2 separate regions of the Mus musculus genome follow, and region 1 is linked to region 2. Evidence: chromatin contacts called from public promoter capture Hi-C data. All regions are on one chromosome and are shown on one strand. Each heading gives the region's core, a stretch centred on a gene start, on an enhancer-like site or on the middle of the called end of the contact. The rest is flanking DNA. Distances are from core to core; before and after follow the strand shown.

Region 1 (6,481 bases), core at 1,706-4,205, 940 kb before region 2:
TTCCAGGACAGCCAGGGCTACTCAGAGAAACCCTGTCTCAAAAAAACAAAAACAAACAAACAAAAAAAAAAAAGTTTGCTACAGCTGGGTGTGGTGGCTCAAGGCTCGGTCTCAGCACTAGGAAGCCTGGGGCAAAAGGATTAGGAGGTTGTAGGCTGGCCTAAGCTACATAGTTAAACTTGTTTTTCTTAAGATTTTACTTTTCATGGTGTGTAGCCCCGTGTGTCTGTTTGAGTAGACCCATACATGTGCGTAAAGGCATTCAAGGAGAACAGGGGGAAGGGATTCCCGGGAGCTGGAGTTATAGGCACTTGGGAGCAGGATATGGGTGCTCTAAGAACTGGATTTGGGTCCTTTGTGTGAACAAGTCTCTTAACTCCTAAGCCATCTCTCCTTCCCTCCGCATACTGTTTTAAAAATCCAATCATTTTGCCTGAGAAATAGATTTTCCATTTATTCTGAAGATGAGGCCTTTTTGTTTTGTTTATCAAAAAATTAATTTAAGGCTGGGTGTGGTGTCACACACCTTTAATCTGGGGAGGCCAAGGATGGCAAATCTTTGTGAGTTAGAGGCCAGCCTGGTCTACAGAGTGAATTCCATGCCAATCGAGGCCATACAGTAAGACGCAAACTGGGAGGATGGTGGGGGATGGTTGGTGGGGGATGGTGGAGGATGGTGGGGGATGGTGGGGGATGGTGGGGGATGGTGGAGGATTCAGCCAGTTAAGCTCTTGCCTTGCAAGCCCGACAACCTGAGAGAAAGCTCTGTAACAGCATAAGGACAAAAGAAGTAGGGGGCTAGACAGGCAGCTCAGTAGTTAGGGGCACTGGCTGCTCTCCCAGAGGACCCAAATTCGATTCCTAGCACCCACATGGTGGCTCACAACCATTTGTAACTCTAGTTGCAGGGATCGAAAGCCCGCTCCGCTTCCAGCCTCCACAGTGTGAGCAGCAGCATACAGGTGGTACACAGACACAACATCCCCACGCAAAACAGTTCCACATTAACAAATAATTTTACAAATTTAAGATGAAAAGGAGCCAAGGAAGCCAGGTGGCGGTGGCGCATACCTTTAATCCCAGCACTCGGGAGGCAGAGGCAGGCGGATTACTGAGTTCAAGGCCAGCCTGGTCTACACAGTGAGTTACAGGACAGCCAGTGCTACACAGAGAAACCCTGTCTCAAAAAAAGGTGACAGTAGTGACCCGACTTCACACAGCTGTCCTCAGGCCTCTCCAGATGTGCTGTGGCACAGGCAACCACACACACATCACACATGCACAGTAATACTAAAAGTAAGCTGGGTGTGATGGCATACACCTTTAATAGCAAATGCTAGGGAGGCAGAGACACCTGGTCTGGGTTGAGTTCAAGGCCAGCCTGGTCTACATTTTGAGATCCAGGACAGCCCAGGCTACATAATCAGAACCTGTTTCAAAATGAAACAAATCCTAATTTTACTACTTTGTGTACAAGAAGGCTACAATTCCAGAGCCAGACACGTGGACCCTATAATCCTCAAGAGACTCAGGTAGAAGGGTCATGAGGGTTGAATTCAGCTTGGGCTACATACCAAATTCTTTTTTCAAAAAAAAAAAGTCAATCAAAGAAACAAAAAAAATGTTTGCTCCATAAAAAAAACGGGACTGGGTGTAGCACCCAGGCAGGGATGATCGATGACATCACGCACGTGTAAAAGACCTCTACGAACATCCAAACTCTTGTTATCCTGTCTACGGAGACTGTGGGAGACGCTATTTCGAGAGCAGTACCTGGAGCCAGGAGGCCGCACATTCCAACACGGGGATCCGACACACGGCCACGGCCATGGAGACCAGCTTTCCCAACAAGCTCATTCGGCTGTCGTCGGCTTTGTTCCCTTGGGGGCTGAAAAGGGAGGAGAAAATGATCTGCCGCACAGAGTCCTTGCTTTGCTCCTGGAAGTAACTGCACATGATTTCAAGAAGCTGGAGCTCCTGGAGGGAATTCAGTCTCTGTAAAAACAAACCCGGAAGAGAAGCTGTGAGAAGAGGGCCTCCACCTGCCCCTTAGCTCCCACCCTAAGAGATTAGGGAAGTGGATGCTTAGAATCCCAGCGCACACGAGGCTGAGTCTAGCCGATAATGAGTTTCAGGCTGGCCCGAGATACATGGTACACAGAAAGACAGTGTTTGAAAAAGGAAAACAGATCTATTCTTTTTCCCAGGGTGTATTTTTTTCACCCTTCAGAAGCCTAAGCCCGGGGGGGCTTAACTCTATGAATAAGCAAAGGAAAAAACCCTGCATCTAGTTAAGCGACATCCCAGAGGGATGTTAAGTAGCCAGTTCACAAAGCCACCACCCCGGATCATTCATTGGTGGGCGACTGTCACACGCCTGCGAAACGGGCACGCGGCTGAGCAACGCCGCTGGACTGCAAGGCCGGGGGAGCGGAAAGAGGAGCGAGACCTCGGGGCGAGCTCCTGTCACCGAGCGAGGGCACGGCCGGGGCGGGCACCTTGGGCTGCGCGCCGCGCTCCTTGGGCACTTGGAACACGAACTCCTCCAGCAGCTCCACGGAGCCCTTGTCCACGATGGGCAACGGCGCGCTCTGCAGCTGGCTGCTGAAGTAGATGTCCAGGTGGTACAGCACCTCCTTGGCGGCGCTCAGCGCGTCGCGCCGCAGCAGCGAGTGGCGGATGTCGCTCATGGTGCGGCCGCCCTGTCCCCGCCGCGAGTCCTACTTCCGCCCGGAGACAAAGAGGCGCGACCGGCCTGGGCCCCGACGCGGGCAGGGTCGCGGCGCCCGCCCGCCTCTAACAGGCGCCAACCCGCTCAGGGGACCATCGTCGCCGCTGCCGCCGCCGCCACGGGCCAGCGAGTATCCTGGGGTCCGACTGCGGCGCCGCCCAGAGCCGCGGGAGCCGACGCCGCTCGGCCGAACCGGCGGCTGAATGGCGACGGCGGCCCGCAGGGGCCAAGCTCGGGCTGCGGCCGCGCGCTCTCGTGGGCGCCCCCTGGCGGTGAAGCCCGCACGGGCAAGCACGAGGCCCCGCCCCGCCGTCTTCGCAAGAGTTTCTCCGGCTTCAGAGGTGTTTGATTATCAGACACTCGGAGGTGTTCTGAGCCGGCACCACGCACCCAAGCCTTCTCATGCTCCCCTCCAACCAGGACGTGCTCTGATCGCCCCCGGGAGTGGGGCGACTACTAGGACAAATGATGCTTGTAAGCACCCCCACGCCCTGATCCTTCTGTTCCAGGGTCAGTGTTTCCAAATTCTCTCCTGACTCCTGGACCCTCTTAACTGCTATGCTCTAGCCCAGCCCAGGAGGACTATGGGAATCTTAGTACAAGGTTTAGCCCACGTGCTCCCTGTTCCTGAAAACCCTCCCACCCTACAACACTCCCACTCCCCAGCTCAAGATTTCTATACAATCTATGGGCGATGGTTTATTTACAATTTATACTAAACTAGCTGTTAATGAAGACTGGAGATTTTTTTTTTTCTTTTGGTTTTTCGAGTCAGGGGTACTCAGTGTAACCCTGGCTGTCCTGTAACTCACTGTGTAGACCAGGCTGGTCTCAAACTCAGAGATCCACGTTCCTCTGCCTCCTGAGTACTGTGATCAAAGGTGTGCACCACCACCGCCCATCGGGGAGTAGAGATTTTAAACAGAATGGAAAAGTCTTGCGTGTGGCTCACAAATACAATGACTAAGAGGCCTATGGCTGAGAGGATTTAGTTAAGATGATAAAGGGCCCCTGCCTGGGAAAGAACAGACCAGGGAGAGAGTGCAGCTGGGCACAGCCCAGAGACTCTCTTGTACATCAGGGAACAGACTTTATGGTCCTAGTTCAGGCGCCCAAGGGTGCAGTGAAAGAGGCAAAGGCCTCCTTGTCACCCAGAGCCTTGGACATCTCTTGACCCTTCTCACACTAGGACCTCAGAAGTTACTGGATCTAGCAGAATATAGGCAGGAGGGAAATCTGCCCTGGGAGACACGAGAACTCAGCAAGCCTAGCTTCCCATCTCTTTTTCCCCACTAAAGCCCACTCACGCCCACACAGCAGAAACCAACACAGACAATGATGAGAAAACAAATATCCATGTGTACAAATAGGTGTGCACTGTATTTAAAAGGCAGGGCACTTCCGCTCTATTTCTCCTTTTTCTTGTAACTGGGGGTAGCAGGTAGAAAGATCTCTCGAAGGTTGCTCCTAAACCCGTGGGAGTGAATGTTCTGGTGGATCCGGGGCTCAGCTGATGGGGACCAAGCCACCAGAGGCCAGCGCTGGCACCAGGCCCAGTCGCCTTTATACCATTCATTTGTGGTCTGGTTGGTGGCAGCCAGGTACAGAGCAAAGCACAAGTAGCCAGCCAGGAGCATGCTCAAAACGATGACAAAGCCCAGTAGGAAGACAATCCTTGGAAATGCCAGGAACAGATGCTGTGGGCAGAAAACCAGAGTGTTAGCAAATAGCCTTCAATGCCTGAGCACCAGCCCTGACCCTGTGGTGCAGACTCATCACTCAGCTGACCTTCTGCATCAGATCTGACCCACCAGGCAGTATATACAGCTGAAAAATGTGCCAATGCCCCAGCATTCATGAGGCCCCACACTCAAAATTCCCTATTTCTCTTTCTCTGTCTCTGTCTGTCTCCCTGTCTGTCTGTCACATGCATGTATTGCACAAGTGCAAGCACACAGATACACACACATATGCACTTCAGTTGCCTCAAATCTGACCCTTGGAACATAGATCTGAGTCACAGTCAACACAGACACAGGCAGGCAGCCCAGGCATGAGCCTAGTGTGTGTGACAGCTTGTTGCAGGATAACTTTCACACAGGCAGAAAGGTCACTCAAGACACAGACAGTACTTTGCCAGTCTGCTGTTTACAGACAAATATGTGGAGACAGCTCGTGCATTAAACTAAAATCCTGCGAGGACTGTCTCTTTAAAGCCACCGAGCACAGGAACAGCAGGCCAGGAGTGCTGACAGCAGTACCCGCCCCTCCAGCATCTCTGCGCATGAGCGATGGTGCAGGCTGGTGAGCATAACGCTCACAAGGCTGAAATGGTTGGCAAGTTTGAGGCCAGCCCAAGTCAGAGTAAGGCCTTGACTCAAGACATCAAAACAAAACAATAACAAACGAAATGGCTGTGCATGAGGAAGAATGAGACTCTGGGTCAGTCACAGTACAGCACACCAAGAAGCAATTAACGTCAACTCAGACTGTGGATTGGTGCGCAGTGAGAACGGAAAGGCTCAGGGCTCTCCCTGGTATGTTGTGTGACTATGGCACGAGGATGGTGAGGGTCTAAGGCCAGGCCACATCTGGGAACTGGCACAGGAGGGGCGGGGCAGAGGTCTCACACTGCGTGTTCCTTTTTAAACCTTTAGGGCAAAAGTTCTCTGTGGGTGTTCACGCAATGTGTGTCTGCATCAGAGCGTGGGGTCAGGCATCTGTCCGTGCTTTTCTACCTTGCTTGAAGCTAGCTTGCTGCTGCAATGCCAGGCTAGCCTGGCCTGTGAGCTTCTGGGATTTTCTGTCTCCACCTCTCAGCCTCTCCATTCCAGATGTGTGCCCCCACCTCTCAGCCTCTCCATCCCAGATGTGTGCTACCACACTGTGCTCTACACGGATTCTGGGATCCGAACTGAGGTCCTCATTTGTATGGCAAGGGCCTTACCCACTCAGCCGTATAGAACCCTGAGCCAAATGCTTGCTTATCTGAATACTGTGTTATTTTTATAATAGGAGGGGTAAAAAAATTAGAATTCAATGTTTTTGGAAGTCAGAGGAGGAAAAATACTAATCAGAACTCTTAATTAGAGCAACTGTGTAACTCAAGTCATGGAGAGAAGAGACCGACGGTGGGCAAAGGGCATCTCAGCTTTCTTATACCAAAATCCAATACCAACTGGGCAGGGCAGTAATCCACGCATTCCCAGCACTTGGGAAGGTGAGGCGGGAGGATTGAGGATCTGAGCAAGCCTGGGTTACATGGTGATAACCTACCCCAAACAAAACAAAAACCTATAGAGGTAGGTAATTTAATGTGTTGGTGAAGATGCAGAGAAACTGGAAGCCTTATACACTGCTTGTAGGAAACATTCTAGCTATTGTTCAAGTGGTTAAAAGGCACAAGACCTTTTAAATAAATCTACTTCTAAGCACACAACCATGAGAAATGAAGACGTGGTGACTAGAAATGTGTGTGCACTGCTCACAGCAACATTACTCAAAAATAACTAAAAACTGGAGTAGCCCAATATCTACCACCTTCTCAATGTGTAAAATATACCGTGCTGGTGAACGGAAGCTGTTTGGTCAGAGAAAGGAATGAAGAACAGACTGGGGCGACAGCATGGGCTGTACAGCACTGTGAGGAGCCAGTGTGGAGGGTCACAGACCGCACAACTGAACCTCTGCAATGTCAGGTAGAGGAAACTCGAGACAGGAAGCCCATGAGTGTTAGCACGGCTGGGAGGA
Region 2 (6,604 bases), core at 38-2,537:
ATATGGTGGAAAGCAGGAACCCACTCTCGAAAGTTATTTATTCTCTGGCTTCCAAATGCGTGCCCACTCATATAAACACACCCTCCCCCCAAATAATTGTAACAAACATTATTATTATTATTTTTAGAAAAAAAGCAAAAGCTAAAGGAGGCCAGGATCTTGTTGGGTCTCCGGCCGTGGCCGGGAGTCAGAACTTCTCTGGAAGTCCAAGATCCATTGTGGGGCGGGACTGAACGAGGACAACACCCCGCCAGCGGCAGCCGCTGAGGCGTCTTTAAGACGCCCTCGCCCAAACCCCGCCCACAGCCCCGCCCCGCCCCGCCCACGTGACCCCGATCTTGTGACCGGCGGGAGGGCGGGGAACCCTTGGCGCGCCCGCCCCGCCCGGCGCGCGCCTCACTGGGCCGAGCTGCCCGGGACACCGCCGTCGCCGCTACCGCCGCCATCCCCGCCGGGCCGAAGGAAGCGAGCCGGGCCGGAGCTGGCGGGCGCGCGGCCCCGGGGGCCGCGATGGACCACAAGCCCCTGTTGCAGGAGCGCCCGCCCGCCTACAACCTGGAGGCCGGCCAGGGCGACTACGCGTGCGGCCCGCACGGCTACGGGGCCATCCCCACCGCGCCCCCGCCGCCGCCCTACCCCTACCTCGTCACAGGTGGGCCCGCAGCTCTTCGGGGTCCCCGAACGGCCTCCGGGCCAAGCACCGCGCTGTCCCCGGCGCGGGCCTGCCGGGGGGGCAGCTGCTACCCGGAGCGCCCTGCCCGGCCAGGCCCTGCCCCGGTGGCCGTGAACTTAGTGTCGGAGGGTTCACACTTGGCTTCTAGAGCCCACCCGCAGGCGCGCTCAGCCCCGTTGGAGGCGGGGAGGACGGGGGCTAAGGGGGAGGGAGGGAGGAGAGGAGGAGGGCCGAGTCGCCCGGGGCTGATCAGCACTCCGCTCCCACAGGGATCCCCACCAGCCACCCCCGGGTCTATAACATCCACAGTCGAACGGTCACCCGGTATCCTGCCAACTCCATCGTCGTGGTCGGAGGCTGCCCGGTCTGCAGGTAAGTCTCTAGCCTGGGGGTGGGGGGTGGCGGCGGAGAACGCACGTGCCGGAATCTTGCAAAAGGCCAGCGGGGGTGGGATGGGGTGGGGTCACAGCCCGGCTCCTGTCTCAGAGGGAAGTCCCGCAGGGGAGGGACTGCAGTGGGAGAAGGTGGGGTCACTCACCCCTGGCTCTGAATTTACTTTATGCGGCAGAAGGATGGGTTCCCTTTTCTGTGGGGAGTTGAGTGCATTTGGGAGGCATGGCACCCGGAGTGCGTGGGACGCAGGAATGTTAACAATGGAGACTGATGGTCTTTCCTCCCTAGTACTGGAGATCCGCAGCGAATCAGGGTTTGTTTTGTTAGGTTTTTTTCCTCCAGTTTCCGCAAGTGTGTCCAGTACTAAGGAGATATTGGGACTTGAGTCCGCAGGCCAGTATGCCAAAGGACTTAGGAGATCCAAGTGGCCAGCAGAGAGCAAAGGCTGTGAGGGTGCAGAATGACGACCAGGGCTTAACAACTCCTGGCCACTAGCTGGCCCAGGAGGAAACCCCGTGCTTCTTTGTTCCGGGCTGGAGTGGTTTTGTTGTTGTGGCTGTTTTACCCTCAAACTGGAGCTGACAGAAACTTTGTGGGGACTTTATGGAAGGTGAGAGATGCAGCCAGGCTCATTCTAGGCAGGCTTTGAGGATTCGGCTTCCAAGTTGGACTTGGCCACTCACCCGGGGATGGGCCAGGTACAGCTCGTGCAGGGCAGGGTTTCAGCCTTTGTCTGGCAGGGGGAAGTTCCAAGTCTCTGAGATGGAATTAAGAAACCCTTGTTTGGACTTAGCTTTCGTTTCAAAAGTGTGTGTCAGAGGCGCAGAGTGGAGCCATAAGGAAGTTAATGATTTTGGAAACTTGCGAGTGGCCTCACAAGAGATGACTGAGGGTGGAAGACACTGGACCCTCGGTTGATCATGTGCTTGGGGGAAGAAGGCTGAAGGCCAGTTAGTTAGAGTCCTCCTTCAGGGACCCAAGTGACTTGGCTTTTGGAGCTGGTGCAGGGGAGAGGAGTGGGACTCAGCTGCTTCCTCTAGCTGTAGATGGGGTGGCTCTCTGATAGCTTGGTCTTGCTGGCCGCCTCTCTCTCTGCAAGCTTTCCACCTGAGGGCTTGAGGCACACCAAAGAGGGAGCATAGACTGGGAGGTGGTCCTAGCTTGTTGAGCCAAGGGGATTAGTATAGGGTCTCCTGTGCAGAGAGAGAGCCACTGGGAACAGAAGGGGGTTAGTTGTATGGAGGTGGGAGACTTCCTGTGTGGCCTTGAGGCTAGTCCCTGCATGGGAATTCTCAGAGCCCTGAGGATGGGACAAATATTAGCTGAACTCTCAGATTTAAGGAGAGGTCTCATAGGGGTAGGTGGCAAGCAGGCAGGAAGGTGGGGAGAGGCATAGCAGTGCAGGGGGCTCACTAGGATTTCATGTCTGCTTGTTCCAGCAACCAGATCCTGGCCCTACCACAGTCAGCTGGGTTTGTTTCTGTTTTTTTTCCTCTCCCCCAGTGGACAGGAGTGTTCCCATGAGGCTCTTCTTGGACCAGACCCCTGAACTTGGGGGTTGGGGTGTGGGGGGACGGACAGCAGGGCAGTATGGCTGCTATAGTCTGGGGCCAAGGCAGTCAAAATCCTAGACTGTGGAGTGTCCCACTGCAGTCTGGACTGCTGCTGGTGGAGAACACTTTCTCTGAGACTTTCCCTGGGAAGTGAGTTGTTTTGTAGGCTTGTGGCTTCTGCTCATGGGCTCTTCAGTCCTGTAGAATCTGGGACAAGGTCAGGCTGTGCCACTGCCCTCACAGGAAGGTCTTGGGCTCTTGTGTTGCAGCCTGTGGATGGAGGCGTCCAGTATTAAGGAACCTGGGTCCTCCGAGGACAGGTTTGAGGGTACCTGATCCTTGAAGTAGTGACCACTCTTCACCCCCCCCACCCCCCCAGGCTGTTATGCACACCTGGATCCCTGCAGGTGTGTTCACAGTGCCCTCTGCTGCTAGCCCCTGGCTTTTCAAGGCTGATCAGTACAAAAGCAGGCATGCAGGATGTTGGGGGGTGGGGGGGCTCCCTCTCCAGGAGAGCAGCACAGGAGGGGGGCCAGCTTTGCCTTTGGTTTAGGGAAAGAGTGTGTCTGTTTTTGGGGTTGGGGCAAAGGTGTTCCCCTGTAAACATCTGAGCCCTCCCCTGCCTGGTATGTTAGGTCTGAAAGAGAGGACACTTCTCATGTGACTAAGCTTTCTCCCTTCCAGATGTGGCCTGCCGGGCCCTGTCCTGTCTTTCCCTAGTGGCTTGGCAGGAATTTGTCCAAGTCACACGTCTGTGATTCCCTCTGAGTGAGACTTGGCATAAGAGGCCGGTGTCGCTTGTCACGTTGCCATTCTGTCTGAGTCGGAGTTAAGCAGCCTGACTCCGGTTCCTTTTATAGACATTTGCAAGAAGCAGTTCTCTCACCCCCAGTGGATGGGGCTTCTCTCAGGCCCCCCAGGCTTCCGTGCCCCACCTCCAGCAGTCCTGTGTCCGTGAAGGTCCTGGGTCTCTGAGGCGGGTGTGTGCATTCCAGCGGCTGTGGGTTGTCCCTAGATGCAGGGCAGGTGAGGCCGTGCCCCCGGAGGGAGCACAGGTCACCCGTGGAATGTGCATGCACAGGGTGAGTGGCATGGCTGTGAGTACAGAGCCTGCCAGGCACAGGTTCCTCGTGCACTGCCTGGGCTGTTTGTTTTTGTTACTGCGGATTTAGTTTCTTAGTTTCGGAGGTGACCAGAGAGACTAGGGAGAAAGGTGGGAGGGTGGGGTCTGGGTGCTGCACTGGGTAGCTGCTGTGAAGGCTGTTTAGGAAAGCCCCTGTGGGCCTGCTGAGGAGGGTCAGGGGAAGATGGGGCAGTGGCAGCTTTAGGCTTCGAAGAAATGGTGGGTGGGGGAAGGGCTGCTCTGCCCTGACTGTGGCTGAGGAAGGGGGTGAAGGAGCTGACCACGCCTGGCAGGAGGTGGAGGCTGGTGTCCTGGCTGTGTGCTGGTCAAGGCATGCAACCTGAGGGAAGCCCAGTTGGTCTCCCAGCTCTGGCAGTGTGGTACAAAGCTGAGGCTTGGAGCTGGAGGGCACATGCCCTTGCCCTCTTTCCCCCACTGTGAACACTTGAGGCTATGCCTGACAGTTTTGCCTTTGAGATCTGTGCCCAAGTGACAGGATATTTCGAGTTTGGTCCCTGTGAACTGCCCACATGAGAGTGGAGCTCTCTGTTCTATGGAGATGCTCTCTGGAGTGGAGAGAGACTACTGCAAGCTTTCGCTTCAGTCGGTAGCTGGTGGAGAAAGTCCCTCCATCCCTTTTCCTGGGGGATGTTGCAGGTGGCTCCCAGGCCTGGGTGGTGCCCAGAACTCTGGGGCTTGGGAGAAATACTTGAGCAGCAGGAGGGCTGGGGCCAGAACCCGGGAGCCTGATTGTGCTTGGATCCCTGCCACCTTCCCCAGCTGCGTGGCCTCAGGTGCAGCTCCTATCTCCTCCACCTGTAAGATGCGGCCAGGTTGTACCTCTGGAATGGGGTGCTGTAAGGACGCAGGAGGGGTCAGGATAGTCCTTTCTGGATGAGTACTTGGTCTTGGGACCCTCCAGGATTACATGTCTTCCTGCAGCTCAGAGCTTCCCTGTCCCCGTCCTCTGCCCTTCTGCGAACCAACCTGTCTGGTAGATGTCAGGGTCAAGGGGCCACTTGTTCATGAAGCCTCCAGTCCAGGGTTAAAGAAGTAAAGCTTTTAAAGTTAGTCACGTTCCTAATTCTCTGTACTGTTTCCTCCCTTTCCGGGTGACCTGTTCAGGGTGGGGGAGAGGCCATCCAGGTGCTGCCAGGAGGCCCATATTTGAAAGAGTTGGAACTTGTTCTGGCAAAATTGCTCTTTTCTGGAGGGTGTAAAGAAAGAGAAAGTGAGGCTGTTGGGGATGGGGGCAGCCAGCTGGACAGCAGCAGCTGTTCTGGGGCAGGGTCTTCACTCTGCTGCTGCCCCGGCCACTGCAGCCACCTGTAGCATCTTGCTGAATAATGGTTTAGAGGCCATATTGTGTTTCTGGAGTCAGATGTTGGCTCTTAAAATGAAAACTTTTGCCAATGTTCCCTTTGAGATCTGGGGCAGAGCTGAAGTTAAAATATTAGTATTTCTGCAGCAAGACGTGAATCTTTATGTTAAGTGGATATTTTAAGATATATAAGTGGATAAATTGGTTGGGTGGTGGTGTATGCCTTTAATGCACTTTGGAGGCAGAGGGCCAGGTGGATACCTGTAAGTTTGAGGCCTACCCTGGTCTACATAGTCAGGTCTATGTAGAGAGAGCTTGTCTCAGAAAACAAGCAAGCAAACAAGTCACGTAGCACATGTTCGGGCCAAACTGCATCCAGCTTGAGCTTCCTCCAAATTTAGGAAACGTTCTGCTTCCAGAGCTTCGGGCTTTGGGTGTGTGGGTTCAGGGCACGGGATCCCACCCCCTAGTCCATGGAAGCCTGTGTGGAGCTGGAGTTAAGTTGCTTTCGTGGGATGAGGGTATGTGGTCTCCAGGCACAGACTGCTGACTGCCGTCAGATGTCCCACCTCCTTATGTGACTGGTCCCCACGTGGTGTGGTTGAAGGAGCATCTTCTTTTCCCGGAGGCGTGGAGTCTTAATCCTCCCAGAGATGAGCAGCCCTAAGTAACTCGAGGGGATGAAGCAGGAGGTTCTTGGTGCCAGGTGTGGCCCCTTGTGACCGTGTGGTCAGCAGATGGCATTGCTCCTCAGCTTTGAGCTCTGACAGAGCAGGTGTGAGCCTGCTGTACATTCTGCCAGTGTCTGGAGGCCCAGTGGTGACAGGTCAGCTAGGCCTGCTCTGGTTCTCTCAAAAGTTAGGAGACAGAAGACGGAAGGCCTTGTGCCAAGATGCCGGCCTGGCTACTGTTAGGAACCCTGTGCATCAGGCAGTTCAGGCCACAGGGAGCTCGCAGAGAACCTGCCATCCTGGGCTCCAAAACAAGCTTGTGTCAAAATAGTCCACACCTGGGATGTTCCTGCGGATGAGATGCAGGGCAACATGGAGAGCCCTCCCAACTCCTCCCACCATCCTTCAGTGTCCCACCACCATCTGGGCGCCTTTCTCAGGTGATAAAGGTCTTGAGGCCCCTGGTTTCTTTCAAAGTTCCTGGTCACCCAATCAGCAAGATTTGCTTCCCATGACCCAATGCTTTTGTGGGACATTTTCTTTCTTCTCCTGTCCCTTCCTAATCTTCTTTTAAGACAGGGTCTCATGTAGCTCGGGTTGGCCTCTGACACATTATGTAAGGGAGAGTAACCTTGGAGTTCTGATCCTCCTGCCTATACCTCCCCAGACCAGTGTGCCCACTTTTCATGGTGTGTTCTGTAACTGAAATATGCGGACCAGTGTTTGAGGATTACCTCCGAGCACCGTTGTGAAGGGGCTCGGAGAAATGGAAGGGTGAAGCCCAGACAGAAATGCCCTGAATGGGTCACATGGCCTTCTGCTAGCCACTCTGGACATTTCTATTCGCAAGGCCCGCCCACCTGTGCTCAG

The links. Promoter capture Hi-C pulls out the DNA fragments that hold promoters and counts their contacts.
Region 1: a contact with region 2 is called in a promoter capture Hi-C map of liver, with 3 times the contacts expected there. The contact joins the promoter of E130309D02Rik here to the promoter of 2900089D17Rik in region 2. A contact is called at or near these places in 3 of 39 promoter capture datasets (erythroid cells, liver and pre-B cells).

The regions. Positions count from the first base shown.
Region 1 is chr5:143,312,405-143,318,885 of GRCm38.p6, forward strand. E130309D02Rik (RIKEN cDNA E130309D02 gene) reads right to left here and starts at 2,956. Exons shown (of 6, transcript NM_172726.4): 1 at 2,499-2,956; 2 at 1,774-1,995. The coding sequence starts at 2,690. It overlaps Zdhhc4 (zinc finger, DHHC domain containing 4), which reads right to left. Exons shown (of 8, transcript NM_028379.5): 8 at 4,085-4,428. The coding sequence ends at 4,138.
Region 2 is chr5:144,254,868-144,261,471 of GRCm38.p6, forward strand. It overlaps 2900089D17Rik (a long non-coding RNA gene), which reads right to left and starts at 1,288. Exons shown (of 3, transcript XR_868683.3): 1 at 1,212-1,288. It overlaps Bri3 (brain protein I3), which reads left to right and starts at 358. Exons shown (of 3, transcript NM_018772.4): 1 at 358-652; 2 at 943-1,045. The coding sequence starts at 511. It overlaps Gm38675 (a long non-coding RNA gene), which reads left to right and starts at 3,614. Exons shown (of 2, transcript XR_868679.3): 1 at 3,614-3,701.